Linked DNA regions of Gadus morhua: region 2 is linked to region 1. The links are chromatin contacts, called in public Hi-C maps. All regions are on one chromosome and are shown on one strand. Each heading gives the region's core, a stretch centred on a gene start, on an enhancer-like site or on the middle of the called end of the contact. The rest is flanking DNA. Distances are from core to core; before and after follow the strand shown. Region 1 holds the start of rpl15 (ribosomal protein L15). Region 2 holds the start of LOC115535710 (dolichyl-diphosphooligosaccharide--protein glycosyltransferase subunit STT3B).

The links. A called contact is a pair of places that touch in the nucleus more often than the background predicts.
Region 2: a contact with region 1 is called in a Hi-C map of gonad, with 4 times the contacts expected there. The contact joins the promoter of LOC115535710 here to the promoter of rpl15 in region 1. A contact is called at or near these places in 3 of 6 Hi-C or Micro-C datasets (blood, gonad and heart).

The regions. Positions count from the first base shown.
Region 1 is chr22:10,592,493-10,597,778 of gadMor3.0, reverse strand. rpl15 (ribosomal protein L15) reads right to left here and starts at 2,949. Exons shown (of 4, transcript XM_030346426.1): 1 at 2,914-2,949; 2 at 2,030-2,211; 3 at 1,798-1,934; 4 at 365-710. The coding sequence starts at 2,201. The coding sequence ends at 405. nkiras1 (NFKB inhibitor interacting Ras-like 1) reads left to right here and starts at 3,303. Exons shown (of 4, transcript XM_030346428.1): 1 at 3,303-3,431; 2 at 3,677-3,777; 3 at 4,037-4,278; 4 at 5,262-5,286. The coding sequence starts at 3,684.
Region 2 is chr22:10,789,668-10,794,946 of gadMor3.0, reverse strand. It overlaps LOC115535710 (dolichyl-diphosphooligosaccharide--protein glycosyltransferase subunit STT3B), which reads left to right and starts at 2,130. Exons shown (of 16, transcript XM_030347132.1): 1 at 2,130-2,389. The coding sequence starts at 2,130.

The sequences.
Region 1 (5,286 bases), core at 1,700-4,199:
CTCTCTAGTTAACCCTCAATGGCAGTTATTTCAATGTGATCAATAGCAAATCCTTTAAATTATATGTTCTACAAAATAAATTGCTGGACAGCCCTGTTCGCTTGGTTTACGCCTGGTTCATCTTACTTACGACACTCCCAAAACATTTCCCCCCTCGAAGATCCACGATAGATCTTTTTCTTCAGTGCACACGAACAAGTGTCCTACGATATAGTAGGGACTCAAAGTGAAGTAAGCGTAGTTAGCCATGCAAGTGCACAAACTATTCACTACTAGGCAATTCACGACACCTCTAGGACGAACTGCCTTGTTTGCGGTTGGGGAATCAAAAACTGCTACAATAAAGTGAACAGGACAACCAGAATGACCATAAAAAGGCATGTTTATTTCTTTTGTACAGACGCTTAACGATAACGATGCAGCTGCAGGGTGTTGCGTCTCTTCCAGCAGGCGCGACGGGAACCACCGATGGTGAGGTGGAACTTGTGACCCTTGCCCAAGCCGCGGCTCTTCTTGCCTGCGGAGGTCAGGCCACGCATCTCCCTGTGCTTGTGCACGGCCTTTGTGATCCATTGGGTGTCTGGGTTGCGGCGGATGGCCTTGTGGAAGGTGTCGATGAGGATGACCTCGAAGAACTTGTAGGTGGAGTCCTCGCCCACCCAGTAGCTGTTCAGGACCCTCAGGCCGCCACAGTGACGTCCAGCACGCTCCTAGTGGACCAAACATCACACGTTAGCTCCATGCGACAGGACAGTTTGAACAGCGTACACATGAACCTCCATAATACATGGTCCAACTTTAATTTTTCACCATGTTTGTAACAACATTTTTAGAAAGTCTTATTGCTGTATTTAAATCCCCCGAAAATAATGATAGGTCGGATGGTTCAACTGAACTGTTAGTAAAAACGGCACAGGTTATGATAATAAAATACTTTAAACTCTTTCACAATAATTGGAGCTGATTAGTCACATCTTTTGACCAAAGTCAGCCAGAGGTCACAGTAGAGTATATATAGAAAAACATAAGAGATGTCTTAACTGGCCCATGCGCCTGCTCTTGGGACTACATCCATGTCATTTGGCCGGCTACACTACCTTGATTTGACTGTCACACTTCAGACCAGGACTGAATATCAAGCTTTGCATCCCAAGTGTTGCCAATGCACACTTAAATCGAATAGCTCAGTAACAAATCAAATGTTTGTCAATAAAGAAATGTGAAGCTTCAAGGACTAGCTTGATGAACACATCACAGGCCTGGCTCTACACCTAAATGTTTGACCAAAGTGAGATGGGAAGCTATTGATATACTGGATGCAAGTTGAGAGCACTGATCGACAAAACATCATGTGCCAACAAAGTCTAGGACAAGAACAGCCAGTAATACAGAACCGGCCAGTACATTGGGTTTCAGTTGCGATTGTCTGTACTGTCACTTTAGGAGAGGTACTGTAATCTGCAGTTCAGCACAATGACTATTCAAATGTTGAGAGCATTCAGAGTTCATTTCGAACCACTACAAATACAAAGATCAAATGCACCACTAAAACTGGTTTGTTTTCAGGTAGTACAAGGTCCTGCTACCAAAGCAGTGGAGCAGCCATGGACTTTAAAGTCCAGATTTGCAGACCATACCCAGGCATCAAAACCAAAAAACTAAACCCATTCAGTTTCTCACCAACAAATTCCATTACCATCATCCATCAATGACGGCCGGCACCTTCCCACTCAAAACCTTTCGAGGAGTGAATCCCAAAGAGCCTACATTTCTTCCAAGAGATGATCACAAACTCACCTCAGCAACAGACTGCAGACTGCGGGCGAACTTGATCTGGTTGACACCATGATGCACAGGCTTGCCATAGGTGGCACCCTTGGGCACGGGGCGTTTGCGACCACCACGGCGGAGGCGAATACGGTAGATGACGTACCCTAAACAACAACAACAACAAAAGGAGTTGGTATTCACATGGTGAGTTTATTGGTGGTTAGACTTCCATGACCGACCCATGTGGCTTGGGACCTACCCTGCTTGGCCTTGTAGCCCAGTCTACGAGCCTTGTCGGGTCTGGTGGGCCTAGGAGCACGATGGAGGTTGGACAACTGGCGATACTGCCAGCATCTCACACGGAGGAGGAAGCGAAGTACATCAGACTGCTTCTTGCGCCACAACTCCTGCATATACTTATATGCTCCCATCTTGATTTATCTGTGGGAAGATATACATTTTAGAAGACTACACGACATTGTCAAACTGGACCCATTGCAGGCAATTCATCCTTGGAAATAAATGACTAGTGACACTTGGACAATCCCTTGCTCACGTAAATAGCGTTTCTCTTCAAATATAGGCATGCATTAGATACATGTTTACTATTAACTATACTAGTGTGACCAAGTATTAGGCTAGCAATTAATAAATCAGCAATACTAAATGCGAGGTTAGTAAATACAACAGTTCAGATTGAATGTTTAATTGCTTCCGATGAGGGAGTTTCATGCTAAAGCATTTTTATTCACACGCTAACCTTAGCTTGGCTAACAGAATAAACAATTACTCTGCTTCGCTAGATGCATTCGTTAACCACCATATCGTTATATACTCTATGGACATAACAATTCAACCAGGACATGCCAAGCAATAATTTCAGAAAGAAATGCCAAACGTTAACTACAATACAGCAGCTAACCGGACAGCAGGATGAATAGCAAGACAGCCAAGCGCCTATAGTACCCAACAGAACCAGGGCTTTAATCACAGTCTAAAATGACAAAACTTCTAAAATAATTGCAGCATATTGAAAACTGAAGTCTGATAAACGAGTGTACTAAATTTGACAGAACGATGTAGGTCCAATATCGTAGATTTTAATAGATTGTGTTGTATTAAAGCATTGGAAATATAGCTTACATGATGGCGTACCAGCCGGAAAGAGAGAGAAAAAATACCCAGCATGCTTTATGAAAACGTCGGCTGCGTATTTCCGGTTGAAGGATCACGGGAAATGTAGTCCTGGATTTGTTTAGCGTTTCCGGAGATTTAATTTAATTTAGGTTTTGATTCAGAATGGGTTTACTCTAACACGCTGTAACATACTACATTTACACACTATATAATGTCTCTCTATTTTGTAAAACGTATTACTTTTAATACATTGTTAGTCAAAAACACACTTGACACCACCATGCGAAATAGATTAATGTTAAGAGTAGAGCCTGGACTGATAATATTGATTGACAGATGGTGACCTCTTTCTGCTATCTAATTTCAATTAAATTTAGTTCGGACGTGCGTGCAGATTATTCCGTGTTTGCACATGCGCAGTGAGGTACCCGAACTTGCCAATAACAGCGACCCCACACACTGAAGAAAGGATGCTCCAGGTCGAGATGTCTGTGCTGAAATCTGACAGCGTTAACCTGGACTAGGTAGGTAACTGTACTTTACACTTTGACCCGTGTACCATGATTCACTGCTGGCAATGTCAGTAGCGTATGTTTTCGAGGCGTACATAATCGTCTGGATTGAGTAGCTACGTTGCTAAGATTTTATTAGGGTTCGTGTTAAATTTTGCTACCAAATATTGTTACTGCAAAGCTGGTTTGTACAATGTGTCTGATGGTGTGTACTTTACTTTCGGCTTGTAAGCTTACTCTGATATGTTGCCTTGTAGAGTCGAAATGGGGAAGGGCTGTAAAGTTGTTGTCTGCGGCCAGGCTTCTGTTGGAAAGACTGCTATCCTGGAGCAGTTACTGTACGGAAACCACACTGTCGGTGAGTAGGTCACCTAGTTTGGAGGTAAGGGGAAAACCCAACCATTAGATGCTCGATGGCATGGCTTAAAGGGAATGTAGGTCAATAGTTGCACGATATTGTAAGCTATCATTATGTGTAAGAAAGCTCCTCAGTTCCAATGTTTAACATTTAATTATAACCACATGTGAACAGTTCAGTAGGGTCAGAGAGTTATGGGCTGCTGTCAGTTGACAGGTTTGGTTGTTGATGGCTCTTGTTGTTGGCTTTGGTCTGTCAGGGTCTGAAACCAGTGGAACCCAGGAGGATGTGTACGTGGCCTCGGTGGAGACGGACCGCGGGGTGAAGGAACAGCTAAGGCTGTACGACACCCGGGGCCTGCAGGACGAACTGGACCTCCCCAAGCACTACTACCTGGTGGCGGACGGCTTCGTGCTCGTCTACAGCGTGGACAGCCTGGAGTCCTTCAAGAAGGTCGACATACTGAAGAAGGAAATCGACAAGTCCAGAGATAAGAAAGAGGTGGGCACCGTTCCAGTCATTGATAACCGCTATTATCAATGGTTATGTATTTATATACAATGTTGATATTGTGATCTGGAACTAAATATGTATTCCATTGAACAGGACAGGGAAGTCACTACCTGCTGCCCAACAACCTGTTTTTTAATTCAGACTTAAGTCTGTTTAGATAAAAGTGTCTGCTAAATAGTCACATATGATGTGTTCTTTTGATTGATTTAATATATAATTCATGTACAACTTAAATTGTATCTTTCCCTGATCCTTATCTCAATTAAAGATTGGTAATGAAATCATATTCCCTGTTGTTACATAAAGCTTTAACGCTATATTTTAATGTTATCCATAACAAGTGAGCAGGTTTTGGGTCAAAATAAGGGGGCGCTGAATAGTCTCCAGGCTTGGGTGTTTGAAGAGTTCTGGTTTAGCACCCTTATGTCTGCAGTCTACCTGTAGGTTTCCTTGACCAGGATGACCCCTAGCCCCTTACCCCTACCTGCTCCTTACATACCTTTAGATACACTGTTAGATGCTCTGGATGACGTCCAGCGATAATGTTCTAAAACGTCAGATTGATCTCAATCGGTAAGCGCAACACAAGCTACTGCCAAACACTGGTAGGCATGCCAACTTGAGCCACTTCTCCATTCCGCAAGCATCGGCAGACACGATTCAGCATTTCCCCCGACCCCCGTTGTGCTTGTCGTTGTGCTGCCGTGGGCGGCAGTAGCTCAGGAGTTAGAGCGGGTTGGCTGGTAACCGGAAGGTTGCTGGTTCGATCCCCGGCTCCTCCTCCTAGCTGAGTGTCGAGGTGTCCCTGAGCGAGAAACCTAACCCGAACTGCTTTCAGACGAGCTGGCTGTCGCCTTGCACGGTGGACTCCGCCGTCGGTGCGTGAATGGGTGAAAGTCAGGCCATGTTGTAAAGCACTCTGGATAAAAGCGCCATACAAATGCAGTCCACTTACCATGTGCCGCCCGCAGGTGGCGGTCATCGTCCTGGGCAACA
Region 2 (5,279 bases), core at 881-3,380, 200 kb before region 1:
CTTACAGACAAGCACAGCAACATGCTATAGGAAGTATAGAATAGAGCAGCTCCGCTTTCTCCACATGCCAGAGTGGCCCGCTCACTGTGTAGAAGAGCATAAAGCAGCCCCATTTGCTCTGGAGTATAACATAGCCCTGCCCACTCTGCAATAGATCAGATTTCCTTTGCGTTCCATTGTTAAAAGGCTATGGCCCTTTGACAATAGATGCGATAGACACAATCTTTACGGCCTGAATTTCCATTTGCCTCAAAGGTCAATGTATTAGGATTCGGGCCGGGGGGGTTGGAGGGAGGGGGAGGGCTCACTGAGGCAAAGAGAGGCCTTGATGAATGAGAGGCGAGTTGTGGGCGTGTTTGTGAGTGTCTGTGTTCATGTGTGTATTTAGGAGATTGAACTGAACCATGTGGTTTGTATGCATGTGTGGGTAGGTTTGAAATATGGGAACCTGTGCAGATGGTTCCTCCTTGTTCATTGTGTGTGTGTGTGTGTGTGTCTAAAAGCATGTGTGTGTGTGTGTGTGTGTTTTTGTGTGAAGTGTATAAGTGTGTGTGTGTGTGTGTGTCTGAAAGCATATGTGTGTGTGTGTGTGTGTGTGTGTGTGTGTGTGTGTGTGTGTGCCTTTACATGTGTCTTTGTATGTGTTGTGTTTCTGTATTTCATTTGTGAGCAATGTGTTCTTCTTTGGATTTCCTTGACCCATGCGTGTTCATGGTGAAAGCACTACTCGTGCAAAGCCCAAATAATTCTCTTGTCCCCTCCCAACTGCTTCTTCTACACCCTGACCTCCAACCCGTTCTCAGGCTTCCTAGGCTGCTATCTTTCTGTAATCTCTGCAGTCTTCATTCTGCATTCTATCTTCCTAGTCTCTCTGATCCATAGCTTGTACCTCAACGGTACACAATACCCCCAATTCCCTATTAGGTAGGCCTAACAGGAATTATCGATCGATGCACATACATATTTTCTTGTGCAATTTTTGTCTTTTTGGATATTTGAGCGAGAGAGAGAGAGACAGAGACAGAGACAGAGACAGACATACAGACAGACCAACCGATAGATTTTCTTAACTTTTTACTCCCACATCCCAAATGTATACACATCAAGCAAGATAAATATATAGAGAGAACGAGAGACAGACAGACAGACAGACAGACAGACAGACAGACAGACAGACAGACAGACAGACAGACAGGAAAGAAGATCTCAGCCATCACATGTCCATACCTTGATAGAACGCAAAGCTTGTCAATGGCATGATGAATCCTGTGGTGTGGCTTAGCCGGGGGACTAAAAATGATGAGATGCATCAATCTCTATTACAGCTTGTGTCTGAGTAATGAACATCCAAGGGCAACAGAAATATTGCGCACACACACACACACACACACACACACACACACACACACACACACACACACACACACACACACACACACACACACACACACACACACACACACAGTCTCTTTTTGGTTTTAAGGGTTTACCATCTTTCTGAAAAAAACATTGATTTTATTATTGATGTCTGGTTTACATCTTGTCCTATATCCGATATTGCTCTCATGTGTGTGAGAGTTGATTATTCCATGCATGCAAAGCAACTTTAAAACCCAAGTGCCTTATTCATAGTCAGATGCGGAACAACTCAATTTCGTACACAAAACACGGTGGATTATCCTTCAGTCGATTTCAGACATCGTTTTGTTTGATTCTATTGGTTATCTCTTTTGTCTGTCTGCTCTTCCGTGCTTCTGGATTGGCCAGTGGAGCTCGACGGCTCGGCAATCGCCGTTGGCTCCGCCCCAAAGTACCTGTCGTTCTGTAAGAGGCTGGCAGGGTTTGCTATTGTCCCGCCCATCTCATCACTCTCCACCGGCATTCGGTCCGGCAGTGGGTTCAGCGTTTCGTTCTCATTCAGTATCTGGAGCATGAGTCCGCATTTGGGATGTAACGCCTGGTTCTCGCAGTAGCAACTCGGGTTTACGTCGTGACTTAATATTGTTTAGACGGTTGTAAAAATAAATCGGACCTGAACTGAGGCGTTTGGCGGAGCGTAGTTGAAGCGAGGGAGCGCGTGGCAGAGGGTGAGCTCCGGAGAATCCTGACACTGCACGCACCGAACAGAAATGGCGGAGCACCACACAGCCGGCGATGGCAAGCACAAAGTGTCCACGAATGCCGGGGGCTTAGTCCACGGCAACAGCAGACCCAGCACCATGGGCGGAGGAGGAGGTAAAGGAGGCCTATCCGGTGGTCTGACACAGCCAGCGGGATGGCAATCTTTACTCTCGTTTACCATCCTTTTCCTGGCCTGGGTGGCCGGATTCAGCTCAAGACTTTTCGCAGTGATCCGGTTCGAGAGCATCATCCACGAGTTTGATCCATGGTAAGAAAGCCGGCAAACTCAGCCTTTATTGCTAGGATAATAACATGTTTTGCGAGTATGCTACTTTGGTTTAGCCAGCAATAATGGATGTTGCAGGCATTTAAGTACTAACGTTAAGTTGCTAATACCATCGACAAGGATGATGACCTGAATGACATGATGTCCATCGCCTTGCTTCGCCCGAACACGGAGTTGTTAACGTTAGTTCTCCACTCTTAACTTTCAACTCTTAACTTTCTAAGGAGTTGAACACAAAAGCACTTGGTCGTTTGGGTAAATGCAACTTTTTGATAACTTTGCCAGGCACCCCAATTTAGCTTGTTTAGCTGGAACCCGTTTGGCTGTCCTTCTACAATTTGCAGCCGGTGCAGGAGGCGTGTTTTTATGACAAAGGCGGATTATAATCTGGACATTTAACCCGTTCCAGTCTGCTCTGTCATCGCTATCTAGGATTATTTCCTCTCGGATTTGAGGAATACGAAAAGCCTTCTAGTATTGCTCTGTTTCAGTTTAGTCCCCCCCCCCCCCAATTGTAAAATGCATTACTGCTGATGCATTCATTAATAATTTGCAACGACAGATGCTCAATCTCATTAGTTTTATTTTATGTCAGTTGCACATCGAACAGCATTAAAGATACTTGGACATTCGGGAAAGGATCGAAGGACGAGAGATTTGCATGTTTATGACTATATAGCGCTAGATGACCTCAATGTGCAGCCTTGTGAAGAGTCACACAGATGCTGCTCATGTCAATGGAAGAAGTTCTTCATTGAAGAACATGTTGGCATTATTTCTATTTTGGGGATAAGAAAGGGTAGATTTCCCAATCTAATTTATGTTGCTGATTTAAGTTTGTTGTTATTCTATGACTTTGTTCATCCACCAACATTCAAGCATGCTGGTAGGTCCCAGGAGAGGCTTTGTTTTCAAAGCGTCGTTACAATCACAATCCTGGCCCATCTCTCTTTTGCTTATATGTATGGAGTAGGCCTGTATGTATGGAGTCTGTTGAAGTCTCTTGTCGTGTCCATTTTTTTGTCAGGGAGGAGAGGACCAGATACTGCTTTTCATAAATGCAAAACGGGTGATTCAGAATGAAAGAGAAACTCTCAGATGTTGAGGTATATAATGTTTATTAGATCAAGTGTGGTTAAGTAAGCTAAGTTTCTGTGTGGTTTAAACTGGGATCCTGCAGTCCCACTCGGACCCCAGTGATTATTTTTGTCACAGTCACCGAACTTGCGAATGCTCAAGGCGCCATTATTTGTGACTCATGTCAGCCCATCAAATTATCTGCTAATTAATGACGGGGGAGTGTTGAATTAAACAACCAGGCAGTTTGAATTGGATTGAAACTGGCTTTTTCAAGATTGAAATGTCACCGCCCTGACTTTTTTTCACAAATATTGCAGATGTTTTCACCTGATTTGAGGATGTGTGTCTTGTGTTATTCTCTAGTGGCATGCTTTGTTGCTTTAACTGCTCTGCTCTGTTTAATGAGTAGTAGCACAGAAAATGGGACTCTTTTCTTTTGTGCATAATGGGGAAAAAACAAAGTGTATTGATTTCTGATGTAGGAACAAAATTGTGGGGGCTGCTGACTACCTCCTACTTCCCCCCCCGGGCCAAAAAGCTTTTCTCAAGTTCGGGAGCTGAGGATGAGTCCAAGAAGTATACTTGGTCAACAACAGAGCATAGGCACTATATATACTATCTGTCCTTTGCGGAGGCGTCTCTCTTTGCTCTTGGACCACAATATATTTCCAATCAAAGTTAGTTTTCTCTCGGAGGCATCGAGGGTGAAATTCCATCCCACAAACCCACAGAGGGTTGATAGTTGGCCCTAAGTATTTTCCTCCCTGTGGCTGCCCTGTCGTCAGCTCGGGTTATCAGAGGTCATTATGGGATAGCGAGGTGTCGGCGAGGGAGGATGCGCGGAAATGCGGGCGTGGGTTGGATAAGAGTCAAGCTCCTTTTGACCTTTTTGTTGTGTGTGGGCAATACCGACAGGTCTGCTCTGTCTGGGAGACAAAGAGATGGTCGGCTACTTTGTCAGGCAAATGGTGAATGAACATGCATAATGACACGCACAAACTCTCCATACCTTACACACGGCTTCCCTCATTTCTTGCAGGCGCCGTTCCTCTCAGATTTCCCATTGCCATGGTGGTAGGTTTTGCTTTGCTGGCTGGGCGTCTCATGCCGGCTTTTGGTGCCTGGGCAGCCTGGAATGACTCTCTCTAGGTGAGGGACTAAAAAGAGAGAGCGAGGAGTTTGGCAGCGGAGGACGTGCGTGCTCTGCTAGGCGGGTCCCAGGGGATGAGGTTGATTAACTCGGTATTGATCCTCCCCACGCTGTGATACCCGCCCCCACCCCTCTCACCCCCCTTACCTACCCTTGTTTGTCTGTTTGATCAGATAAAAGGCTGGTTATGAAAAATATAGCTTTTTATAAATTCCACCCCTGCTCCTTGCCCATCACAGTCAGCTCGACATTACAGCATCAGAGTGGCAGCCGCTGGTGCAAACCCCCTGCTCAGTTACCCTGGGATTTAGCATTTGTGTTTGTTTGTTTGTGTGTGGGGTTGGAGGGGGAAATCAAAAGCATGCGAGTGATTGATCAGGCTACCATACGCATGGCAACGCCCCGCCCATCCACTGAAGCTGCCGCCAGAGAATTTCCAACCCACAACAGAATAAACAGCATCCGGGCTGGCTGTCTTTGTGCACGACGCACTTCAAAACTGCAGCCCGCTTTTATACAGGAATCCTTATCAGCCATGTTGGGTCGGTATTCACATTGCGGGATCCCATGACGGCGGATAGAGTTTATAGCGGCTGTAATTTAAATTGGTCAGAGCCAAACTTGCAACATGACATGTCCCCC